Regions from separate parts of the Mus musculus genome. Here region 2 is linked to region 1. A link is a contact called in public Hi-C data. All regions are on one chromosome and are shown on one strand. Each heading gives the region's core, a stretch centred on a gene start, on an enhancer-like site or on the middle of the called end of the contact. The rest is flanking DNA. Distances are from core to core; before and after follow the strand shown. Region 1 overlaps Nrxn1 (neurexin I). Region 2 overlaps Nrxn1 (neurexin I).

What was found. A called contact is a pair of places that touch in the nucleus more often than the background predicts.
Region 2: a Hi-C map of cerebellar granule neurons shows a contact between it and region 1, with 2.3 times the contacts expected there. The contact joins two enhancer-like sites. A contact is called at or near these places in 5 of 484 Hi-C or Micro-C datasets (brain, cerebellar granule neurons, cerebellum and 1 more).

The regions. Positions count from the first base shown.
Region 1 is chr17:90,813,903-90,820,272 of GRCm38.p6, forward strand. All of the region lies in intron 5 of Nrxn1 (neurexin I), which reads right to left. Among named protein-coding and RNA genes, the nearest start is that of 4930480K15Rik, 44 kb to the right of the region's middle. Within about 2 kb of position 4,204, at least 1 of the 459 cell types and tissues checked has an H3K27ac peak or open chromatin away from gene starts, as enhancers often do. A contact at or near this core is called in cerebellar granule neurons, where this site is marked.
Region 2 is chr17:90,909,927-90,916,469 of GRCm38.p6, forward strand. The region is part of intron 5 of Nrxn1 (neurexin I); the gene reads right to left. Among named protein-coding and RNA genes, the nearest start is that of 4930480K15Rik, 52 kb to the left of the region's middle. Within about 2 kb of position 3,660, at least 5 of the 459 cell types and tissues checked have an H3K27ac peak or open chromatin away from gene starts, as enhancers often do. A contact at or near this core is called in cerebellar granule neurons, where this site is marked.

The sequences.
Region 1 (6,370 bases), core at 2,954-5,453:
TCACATCTCTTCCTGATTCCAGCACTCTCTTGGATGATTCCCAGAAACAAATTCCTAACCTTTGGCAATTGCCTAGCCTTGGAACAATTTGGAAAAAGGAAGTTCAGAATAAATAAAACAGTCATTGAGACACTGGTCTCAAGAATAGAGCAGAGAACATGCTTGTCATTAAGGAATGTGAAATTAGAAACAAGACTGATTTATGAAGTGCTTACAAGTAGTTTCCTTCATATTAATAACTGGTAGTAAAGAAATAACTCTCAATTATAATTTGAAAGAACTAATTGCAGAATTATAAGATTTACAATCTGGGAATAACTTTGAAGTGCATCTAAAAATAATTTCCCAGGATGTTTTGGAAGGTGTATATTATATAATATGACAATAGCTGATATATATATATATATATATATATATATATATATATCTTTAGGTCAACTTGGTAACATTTAACATGCACATCCAGAATTTTCACGAATATGATAGTGTTGTGACTATCATTATATCTCTTAAAACAACTTCCATTCAACTGAAGCCCTGCATCCTTAATCGGTACCTACCCAGTCTCATACCATAACCTATGACAGCTCCATCCCCTGTTAGTCTTCACTGTGTTCATGTTCTATGAGGCCAACAATATCAGATTCTATTCATTAATGGAATTATGCAGCATTAATCTTTCTGGTCCTGCTTTATTTTGCTTAGCATAATGTTTCCTGGGTTTATCCCCATTGTTGTAAGCAGACTAATTTTTCCTTTTTATGGTTAGCTTTGTGACTATTTCACAACTTACATGTTTCCCATTTCATCATTCATTCATCTACTGATGTTAAGTTCAGGTCATTCCAAATTTTGGTGTTTCAAGGAAAAAAGTGAAAAGAATTTACCAAATAACTGTTATAACTTACATTATACTAGACTGTTGGTAGCAATAGTGTGTAAGGACTCTTATTTCTCCACATTCTGACCATCATTTGTTACCAGTTGCTCTTCATATCAGACAATGTAACTGGAGTGAGGTGATCCATGTGTATTTTCCTGGCTATTATCAGTGTTGAACATATTACCATACCTTTTGGCCATTGGCAAAGCTTATTTTGAAGCATGACTACTCTTCAACTGCCCTTGGTTTTGGGTTGCATTCATATATATTTATAGTAAGTCCACATTATGTCAGTAGACTGTGATTATGCACTACTTAAAAAAAGAAAGGGATTCTCTAGAACTGGATTCCAGCTCTGTCCAGAGGTAAGCTGATATAGATACAGTGAAATCACCTGCCACACACTGGTGGCTGAACCACTTGCCTTTGGAGGTTAGAATAGCCTTGCATGTGAGATAATACAAGCTTTCTAGCAAGCACGAAGAGGCAGATACATCTCAGACAAGTAACTCCAGACTCAACCCTGCATTTTATCTCTCCAGGCTGGGGCAATATTTGTTCAGTTTCTCAGATCTGTGGACTATGTAAGGAGGCACATGATTCACAGCCACAATGGTGATTCCAGTATTCAAGAATGGAAGCATTTCTTTGCAACCTATTTACAGTCTACTTGCCCTTGGCCAGGAAGAAATTACCACCATGTAATTAAATGAGTCACTTACTAAAGTAAAGATGAACTGAAAGACCACTCATTAGAGCAGAGCACTCTGAAAGCATCTCTTCTCCAGGATGCTTAGGACAGAATGCGCTGACTCATTCTGAGGCTTTCCCATGATGGAGGCCAGCATGATGCCCAGCAAGAGGTAAGGGCTTGGTACTGAACTGAATGAAGTCAAACCCAGTCTGCTTACTCTAAAACAGCTACCCTAAGCCCAGCCTTTGTTCAGGTCCTACATCATATATAGGTTCTTATAAGTCTGACTCAGACTTAAACAGTCAACTTCTTTAGGACTTTTCAAGGTTAGCAATGTTTAGCCTTCTACAGATATAAGTACACAGCACAGGGCACTAACCTTAGCCAACAGGAATGAAATTGCAATTGATTTGGTTCTGTGATTATTTAACATATAAACATGTGCTCATTGAGAAAAATGATATCTGGACAACTGCTGTTGTATTTCTGCCAATGGCCAAGCGGATGCTCATAAAATCTTACTGGAGGGCAGCAAACCTGCAGATTTGCAGAGATGAATCCTAAGGTAGGCTTTGTTGTGTTGCTAATCAGGACTCCCTCCTGTTATGAAGAGAAGCCTACACGTTGTAGTCTGAAGCCACTTCACAGTGCTCATATTAATTTACATTTCAGAGCAGATTTCTACCTATTTGTATTCAACTGAAGGCCTAATGCACATGGCACTATGAAAGAAAGGGAACAATAATAGCTGTTTCCCCACCAACCATCCTTTGACTTTTTTCCAGAATCTAGAAGCTCTGAGAAACTGAACTGAATACTCTTGGACTATCTGGACAAGCAGGAAGTACTAGCAGTGATTTGTCACTCTCTGAAACTTGCTTATCATGGGAAACAAATGCCTTCTGATTTTTAAATCTGCCCCATGTTAGACATTAATATTTGATAGCCACATATATTTGATTCCAAAGTATAGCCTAGCTTTCATGCAAACAGTATTCAAAGTGTGTTGTAACTCATATGGTCTATTTATTACACTTAACCTGATGAAAATATTCATGCTCACACAACTATATTATGTAAAATTCATTTTTTATTTTACTCACTTGCTTAAAACGTTATAGGTTTAGTATTTGAACTTTTATCAAATATATACATTGTTTTTTTTCTTTCAGCCTTTGGGGCCGAAGTAAAGGATGGAGGTTTTATTAAGGTTTTCAAGATGACTAAGATTTCAGAGTAAATATGAACTGATTAAGTTGAAAGGGCTGAAATGGTATGCCCCAAAGGCTTTAATCTATGTGTAGGACAGGGACAGGTGTTGTGGAAATCACAAATATTATTCACCAGGAAAAACAAAAGTGATGCTCTTTATATAGTGTTTGTCCTTGTGACCAGCACAAAAGAGGGAAAAAAGATGATACTCTCAGAGAGTCTACCAATAACCACTCCCACACCTGTCTCCATGTTTATCATGTAGCTAGCAGTGAAACTCTGAGGGCTCTGTCACCCCTCACAGGTGGCCATCACTGGGTAGTATGATTATTATCAACTTTATAGCCCTTCTAGTGATCTGTTTTTACCTCTCTCCTGAATCTGCTACAAAAGGAGATTATCTGTAAAGAAAGAAAATAAATGATAGAAAAGGTAAAATTGGAAATGTATGTTTTGGGGAGTTTTCATAAAACTGATGGTGGGGGGATAAAATAAAATGATTATATCATGCTGCCTGACAAGGTAATCCCTAAGTGGGAGAATTTTCACAGATATACATTTCTAACTGTGTGCAAAGTGTGAGTGACAAGACACAAACACAAATTAATGAAACCAGAGGAAAGCCATTTAGCAGCTAGCTTGTTTCCATTTCTGTTATAATACATTCATGATGACAAGTTAGGGAATTCCTGCAGGAATATGCATACTAGTTAAATAGAGCAGCAGTAAAAACAATAGAACATACAGGAAAATATATGGCTTTTATAAAAATATTAAATTAATATACTATAAAAAGAAAGTGGGTAGGTGATGCATTCACTATTCCTTTGGAATCTCTACGGTGATAAAAACAAAAGCAACCTGCTCCTTTGTTTTGGTACTGGAAATGCTGTCTACTGGCTTGTCACTGAGGTCTGCATGGAGATTCCCGTTTTATGAGACTCTGACTTCATGTGTGATTGACTTTGGTAGTGTAGCACATTCCTGTTCCTGGCACTCATGTGTAAATGCTCTAACTGACTTTAACAATCTCAAAGTACGTGTGTGAGAGCCAGAATTCAAGATCCCGTACTTATCAATGATAACACTGAATCAATTCCTTGTGTTTTAAAATGCCACAATTTTCTATATGTTAAGTTTCCTATATGTCTAGTATATTTAAGTTTTATAGAATATGAATCATCAGAGAAATCGTCTCAACTGTCCTCTACTTTTCAATATGATCACAACCCATATTTATAGCCATAAAACTAAAGGGAAAATGTTGTAAATACATACAAAACGTGTAATCTGAGCATATTGTTTTGCTTTGTTTCCTTTTCAAAACAGAATATCAAGGCAGAGTCCACTATGCAGAAAGCCTCTAGGTTTCCAAAAACTGAAAGCTTATGCCAGTAAATCACAACTGTTTTACCATATGCCTCATTGTTATGGCAAGTATTACCAGTCTGCTCTACTTTTAAACAAACTTCATTATATTATAGCTCACAGCAATCCTCATTAAAAAGTATTACTGAAAAATGCCAAGTTGTTTTTATAGAGGAACTGGAATTTATTTTCTACTGAAAGTCAGGTTGAACACAAGACATTTTTAAAACATCGGTTTTATCTCAGAATTTGCTTGAAAATTGTCAGTTCCTATCTTAATTGTGAGACTTCCATGTCTCACACGAGGACAGTCTAAAGAATGTTTGTCTCACACAGATGAGCTAATTTTTATCAGAATTTCTCATTTTAACAAATCTACCCGTATTTTAAAACTTTGACTCAGGTTGGTGAAAACTGTCTCTGTATGTTCACACCACTACCCATCCTTTTGCTGACCCATGACCTTTCCTCCTGGCTCTCAGCCAGGACTTTCCTGTGTCTCACTGGGCAAAAAAAGCCAGAAAGCCTTCACCTGGAAACATCACATTCTTTTCCATTAAAAAGTTTGCCTTATCTTCAAATGCTAGACATCCCTGGTCATAAAGATCCTGTGGTCCAAGAATGGCCAGATACATTTTTATTCTTCCTTGTCATTAACTTTAGCCTTGTGGTCATAAAATTTTGATCCTTTGTCTTAGATACCATTCAATTGCTGTGAAGAGACACTGTGACGGAAGCAATATACAGAATTAAACATTTAAGAGGTGGTTTGCTTATAGGTTCAGAATGACCATCAGTCATGATCATCAAAGTGGGAAGCATGGAAGCAGGAATGGTGCTGATGAAGCAGAGAGAGAGAGAAAGAGAGGGGGGAAGAGGGGAGTGGGAGAATGAAGAGGAGAAGATGGGGAGGGAGAGAGGGAGAGAGGAGGAGAGGGAGAGAGGGGGAGAGGGGGAGAGGGAGAGAAAGAAGGAGAGAGGGGGAGAGAGGGGAGAGAGGGATGGAGAGAGGGAGAGGGAGATGGAGAGAGGAGGAAGAGGGAGAGAGAAAGTGTGTCTATCATGGGCTTTGAAACCTTAAACCAGTGACACACTTGCTACAATAAGGAAACACCTCCTCTTCCTTCACATACAATTCACAAGCTGGGGACCAAACATTCAAACATTTGAGTCTATGGGAGTCACTCTCATTTAAATCACCACAGCTTTTCATCATAAAGTGCATGTCCAAATGCTTGCATATGCACACACACACACACACACACACACACACACACACACACACACACACTTATTTCCTTGGGAGAAGTAATGATTTTGTCACATGACAATAACCACACATCTTCAAATAAGATGACATGATCGTTAGCAATAGAAATAATCATTACTAGTTCTATCACTCTTCACTCTTGAGCACTGTCATATTCTGTTCGTTCTCTTAGAATGTCCTGTTCATGAGGAGCAGTCCTGAATATGATGAGAGGCTTTTTATTCTGTAGTCTACTACATTTTGGTGCAGTAATATTGGGGTAAAATCTTCTCTCTCTCTCTCTCTCTCTGCTCTGTCTTTTCCTTGCATGTTGTTTTTCTGCTACAATCTTGTTCCCTCCTATGATGATTTTTCTCTGCCATTGTCTGTCTCTTAAGCAATAAGAAAAATAAGCAAAAAGAAGATAACCAAATCACCTGTCAGGAGTCTATCAGCTCTACTCTGTAGGTATGGCTTTCTCCACAAAAGCAGTTGTAATCATAGAATCTTCTGTCTCACAAATCCAGATGTGCAGGTAAAGCTCCAATTAAACTGGAGGGAATTCTGGTTGCCAAAATTGAAATTACATTTATTCAAGTATATTAAACAGTATTTTTTGAGAAATGATTTAAATACAATGATAATAAAACAATTATGATTTCACTAAATAAAAGAACATGGTCATTTCAATGTCCTATCAAGAAAGCCTATACCCCTTTGTTCTTGTCATTTCCAGGAAGGGGTGGAGTTGTTTTTAGTTGGTTTCTGAATGTTGTTGTTACATCCAAGTGTTATATAAAGAAATACTCAGGTCAGAACCTCCAAGGACAATGTACCTGTACAGCAGCAGAGAATCTTAAGCATGCTGAGAAAATTAAAAATCTGCAGTTGTTTTTTTAAAATCTCAGAAGAATAAAAATGTATTTGGATGTACTGAGGTCAAAATAATCTCAGACATTCTTAC
Region 2 (6,543 bases), core at 2,410-4,909, 95 kb after region 1:
GATCCAAGGGATCATGTTCAAGTACAGAAAAAATGGTGCAAAAGGCCCTGGGATCTTTCCTAAACAGTGACCCCGATGTGTCTGCTGCAACATGGCACTGATTTCATGGCCTTTCACTGTCTGAGATTATCCTGCATAGTTTGCTACTTGTTAGCTCTCTCCTTCACAGTTCAGACTGGAGGCCTCCTTAGCACTCTATTCTTATTGCCTGCAGTGCCTTCTAGGGCACAGAAGTTGTTCAATAAATGTCAAAGAGAGCAGGAACACAGTACTAGGGTAAGAGTTGAAATATGCCTTTGAAGAATTTTCTCCACATAATTCTCAAATGCTTACCATCAGGCTGCCATGGGCATCCCTGGTATAAATGAGTACTCTGACAATAACTGCAAGGAAAAAAATAAAGCCTCTGGAGGAAAAAAGTGGGGAGCTTCTCTGAACATTCGCTCTGTCTGACAAAAGGGTCGAGTCTTTGGAAAATCACAGCACATGAATTCTTTCACTTACAAGCAACTGTTGATAGAACAATTCGTTATCCCTGACTGACATAGAGATGCCTGCTTAACTGCTGTTTTTAACATTACAATTTCTTTTTCTTTTTCTTTCTTTTTTTTCTTTTTTGCATCAAACAGTCTGTAGCTGACTGTGACACTGAAAGGTAGGAGCAAAGGACAGCCCGGGTCATCGATGAAAGTCAAAGTTTCCGTTGAGTTAGTTAGCCAGGGATTCATATCTTCAGATATACCAGTGAGCTGCATGTGCAAACACAAGATTGTTCTTCACTGTATTTTGTTTTGTTTTTCCAAGCATCTATAAAACATAAATAATCTTACTGAATTCCCAGCAATAGAAGCTGCTGTCAGATCTGTACAGAGCTGGCATTCTCAAACTGTCAAGTTTAAGACAAGGAATGCACTTTACTCAAATCAATTACTGACTCCAATCCATCCATTGCTGGCCAGCTAAGGAATCTAGCTCCTGTCAGCAAGGAAGATTTTTTTGTTCATTGCCTTTAAAACATTAGTCCCACAACATATTTAGCACATACAATTGTCATTATCATAATCTATTGTGTTATCTCTAAGAATGGCTGTAGCCTTCAAATGACACACATAAATTCTTAGAAATGTGCTGAGGATAGACCTGACATCCTAAAAACCATCACAAATAAATAGAGGCTAACATCAAAAAGATGAAAAACATTTCTCATTTAACAATAGTGTCACTGATTTTTCCAAATGTGTTTTACAGTTAGGGCAATAATTTAAATAAGAATTATTCAAGACAAAATATAGTTTTATTTATGATTTTACCTGCAGATCAGTGTTTTCTTTTTCTAAAAATATATATTAAGAAGAGAAAGCGCACATTTAATTAATAGAAGTTTTGTTTGCCATGGGAATCGTGGTATGAAACAAAGCTACAGAGAAACAAGTAGGCCTGTATCTACCCTAAGATAGGTTTGAAGAAGAACTTGATGGTTGTGCAGAAGAACAAAAAGGGTAGGATATGGTGGTAAAAACCCAGAGAAAGCTTCGAAACATTCCCTTAATACATGCTCTGCCTGACCTATGCCAGATGCATAACTGGCTTTTCCCTCTAGGAGTAAAGAGCAGTCCTCACAGAAAGGACTAGAGTATGACCTGCATTCCAGGAAGATCAGATTCCCACACAGCTTCTGTTACCTACTCCATAGAACAAGAGTGAAGACAGTCTTGTCACCCTCCAAAGTTTCTTGGTCTCTCTTGAGAATGTATAACCCATCAAGGTCAAGGACAAGTAGGCAAAATAATACTGGAATCCCCCTTCCTCCAAGCTTTGCAGGATTGATGTGATTATGAAGCAGTGAGTAGACATTAACCTCTTTGTAGGTGGTATGTTTTTCCTTCTATAGAACTCAGGAGACAGATTAAAGATGAAAACTGTAAGGCATGTGTCCATTGTAGCTACTGCTAGCCTCAGTGTGCTCACTGGTTGCTCCTCATTCCATATTTTAGGAAGCCAACATTTTTTTCAGTCAGATTCTGCCCAAATCAAAGGCTATTTGCATTTCTTAGACTAAAGATGCACTTTTAATTCAAGAAATATTTGATAACACTTCTTACCCTTACACTTGAAAAGCAACTTATTAGCTGGTGAATAAACTAATCTTTTAAAAAATCAATATCAAAGAACAAACCACTCAACTGTTTTCTTTCTCACATCCAAGTTGTGAAAATTCCTAGCACAGGGTATCTAAATTGGAACAGAGCAAACATGCTGTTTCTTGAAAGAGCAACTCTTCAAGCCAGTATATCTTTCTTTCAAAGGATGCTTTAGAAATGTGATTGCTGGGAAATTTCAGCAGCTTCCTGTCCCAAAACGCCTATCACTGTTTGCATGGACACTTCTTTTTTAATGATGTTACTTTGTCCTCACTGTCTAAATTCTTGGGTTTAGAAGTGGAAGGAAATGAAGCAACTGCTCTCCAATTGATTCACTTGATAAAACTAAAGGGAAATAGGAAGATTGTCCTCCAGTGTAGAAATGCATGCTGTCCAAGAGCAAGAGACATGTGACCACATGGAGAGATAGGGCATCCATTCTCCTATGTCTTAGGAACAACACAGGAGGAGACATTTATTTTTAGAAACTGCTGTACAGAGGAGATCTAGGACTGCTGTCATGGTAGGATTCTTGGTGGCTCAAGCTGCCAAGATGAAGAAATGAGGGCCAGGGCTGTGATATAGGACATTCTATAACAAAGACAAAATCAAGGCTGACCTGGAAAATTCAGTTAAACTCTGTCATTTTTTTCTCCCTGAAATTCTTGAAATCCTATGATCATCTCATTTTTTTTGTGTGTCATATGAGACATTTAGGTAAAAAGTAAACAAGTTTCTTAAATGTTTGGAGAGTATACTTTCTATTTTCTGTTTTTCTTAATCTCTGTAACTGAAGTACATGTCACACTGCAATGAACTGTCTCCAAATTACTCCATGCTCGCATCCATTTGATGGACACACTAATAACCGTGTTTGTACCTTGAGACTCATGCCAAGTCTTTTATAACAACAGGAAACACACCTGACTCAGGGTGCCCTAATAGACTTTTAGGGTATTTTTCAGGTGAACTTGGTTTGTTACTTAATGTAAAGTAAAAATAATTTTCAAAAAAGGAAACTTCATCAGTATGCAAATAACCCCCTAAAACAACAACAAAAACAAAACAAAAAACCCACAAAAGATGGAGAGATAAACCGAATGTGTTTACATCATGCTCATCTGACTCATTTGGCTGGCTTAGGGTCCTTGTAGAGATTTTTGAATTCTTTGACATACATCTATGCTGGTATAATCCAGTTTTATTTTTCTGATAGTAACCTAAATTATTTTTCTAATTAGGGAGACACTAACACATTACTAATTGCAACTTCATTATTATTGGCAACAATAGTAGAAAACACTTTAGACATTTATTTTTTGTTGTAGAAAACTGAAGGGAAGGCTGGTCTGAAAAGCAAGAGACCCAGGTGGAAAGAGACCCAGGTGGAAAGGCAGATGGTTGTAGCCAGAAGGAGGGACACTGAGCCAAGTTCATGGTACCTCCGGGATACAGAGATGGAAAGTATATGGAATGTTGGCCAGAAGAGACAACTGCCCCAGAGGGGTCTGATTGTGTAAAAGGAATTAGCTCTTCTCACACTACCTCTACTGTCTGATAGCTGGGATGCCTCAGAAACAAGCCCTAGACGCCAAAGCACTAAGAACACATCAGCTCTGCTCTACTAGATAATGAAGGCAAGAAACCAGTAACTGTAAGCAAGAACAGAAACTATTCCTTTTATCTTACCACTTGGACTTTGAAAAAGAATAGATAACCTTAATGTTATAGAATACAAAACATAATTCTCACAATTAAAATATGTTTGCCAGGTTGTTGAGATGGCTAGTACCAGGCCATGTTGTTACCAATGTCTTTATACTACAAACAAACAAACAAACAAACAAAACAAGAGCAAACCCAAAACCATTTAGACTGTAATCATAACTTAATTTCATCAATAACATCAAATCAATTTATATTAAGGAAAGAAACAAGTTACGATAAGAATCTAAACTCACATGGAACAAAACAATTCCACAGCATGACACCACTGAGAAATTTTTCAATGAACACATACATGAATATCATCAAACAGTTGCACAGAGAGAGAATCTTTGACATAGCGTTCTTAAATGGCTCACTCTATTTGTTGAGGTGGAAGAGGCCAAGGTCACTTAATTATTTCTGCATCTCTGCCACGGATTTCATTTATGTGCTGTTTTCCTTCTAAATTTAAAGTGAAATATGGATTATAGGAAAGATAATATGAAAAGTTGCATGCCAAATGCCACAATAAGTAATCTGCCACTATTCCTAATGTAGTTTCTTTTAAAAGAAAACCAGAGAAAAATGAGAATGCAAGGTGCATTTGTATTGTTTTTATGATTCAGGACTCAGGACTCACAGGAAAGATCTTTACACCTAAACAGAGTTTAACAGTTTCCTATTTCCTATAGCTAAGCATATCACTAGTGAGAAATTGCTCAAAGTAGTTAGTTCTTCATAGATATTGTCACAGACACAGGTTTTCCCATCTGTACTTGTCAGTGTAGTTTTCTTTAATAAGTATGCCAGTTATAGCAAGTTTAAATAGCAATGTGAGAAATATTCTTTTAATTAAGAGTACAGCAACTGCTTGCCAAAAACCTACTAATTTTGTATCATACATTTTATAGACTTCTCTTAATTTCTATCTAATTTTTCTCAGACTGAAGCCTCCCCACCCCACCACATGACGTTTTAATGAAATAGTTCCATTGAGTGTAATTTTCTTACTTTAAATGCTAGCATTGTTTTGGATCTGAAATGCCAAAGTCCTCATTGGCCAAATCAGGATACTCATATCACTTCCATTTTTAAGAAATCCTGTGATGTCTTAAACCACAGGTACAGCAGTAGGTATTTTATATACTCAGAGACCTTGAGGTTTATTATTTGATAGGTAGCTAATATGAACTGTTGCTGCAATACATTTTAACACTGGCATTATCACAGTGTCTTCAAAAATTAAAATAACAACAATAATAATACCAACAACAATAGATTGCACTGACAACCAACCCATCAGCAAAAGGAAAAAAATTATTTTTCAATTTATTTAGCTAAAAGAATTGGAGTTCTCTTCATCAATGTATGATATACCCCAGTAGCTACATACATCTACATACAAAAATTCAAACAGCTGTGTAAAGAGTGTGCTACATACATCTACATACAAAAATTCAAACAGCTGTATAAAGAGTGTAAATAAGATATTCATCCAGAAAAATTTATAAGATACTATAGAATTCAAGTTAGAGCCTAGATAATATTATTCTAAAATATTCTTTTCTGGGTTGGAGTGAAAGTTTTGTGGTTAGTAACACTGGATATTCTTTAAGGGGGTGCAGATTCATTTTCCAGTACCCACATGGCAGACACAACTGCCTGTAAAGCCAGTGCCATGGACCTGATGCTTCATCTAGAATCCAAGGGCAATAATCATGCACATGATACCATTCAGGGAAAACATCCTCAAAAAATAAAACAAAATAATAAAAGCACTTAAATGTCACTTCTTTTTAATATACTATGTGTGCATTAAAAACAGGACATTGAGTATTTACTTGACTTATAAACTGAGTGTTGCATATCCAAAGGAAGTCATTGTTCTCTTCATGTTTACTTACAGTTTCCCAGTCATATTCATATCTTTCCATTTGCTCTGCATTTAATGCTCGCCAGTATTTGATAACAAAAAGAGAACATGAGCATGCCATCAGTAACAAGGTATTCTCAAATTACTTTGCTTTCATCTTGGGGCATCTTGGTCTCTAAGACAGTAGTAAATCAAAGGCCTTTGTAATTATGCAAAAAAGATTATGACCCTGAGGTGAAAAATGACAGAAAATCGACTATAGCCCTACCTGCAACTTGTACATTACTGATAAGCCATCTTATAAATGCTAGGTAGAATGATCTGGTAACAAAGCATTAAAGTCAACTGTGCGTGGAGGTCTACAGAACTATGATCTTTTTGTTTGTTTTAGGAGCTCAGGATAAGAGAGAAGAGCTTCCTGTTTTTCTTTCCTTTTCTTTCCTTTTCTTTCCTTTTCTTTCCTTTTCTTTTCTTTTCTTTTCTTTTCTTTTCTTTTCTTTTCTTTTCTTTTCTTTTCTTTTCTTTTCTTTTCTTTTCTTTTCTTTCCTTTCCTTTCCTTTCCTTTCCTTTCCTTTCCTTTCCTTTCCTTTTCTTTTCTTTTCTTTTCTTTTCTTTTCTTTTCTTGGATATTTTCTTTATTTACATTTCAAATGTTATCCCCTTTCCAGATCTCCCTATCCCATCCTCCCATCCCTGCCTCTATGAAGGTGTTACCCCACCCACACACTCCTGCCTTCCAGCCCTGTCATTCACTACACTAGGGCATCGACCCCCTCAGGCCTAAGGGCTGCTCCTTCCACTGATGTCCAACAAGGCCATCCT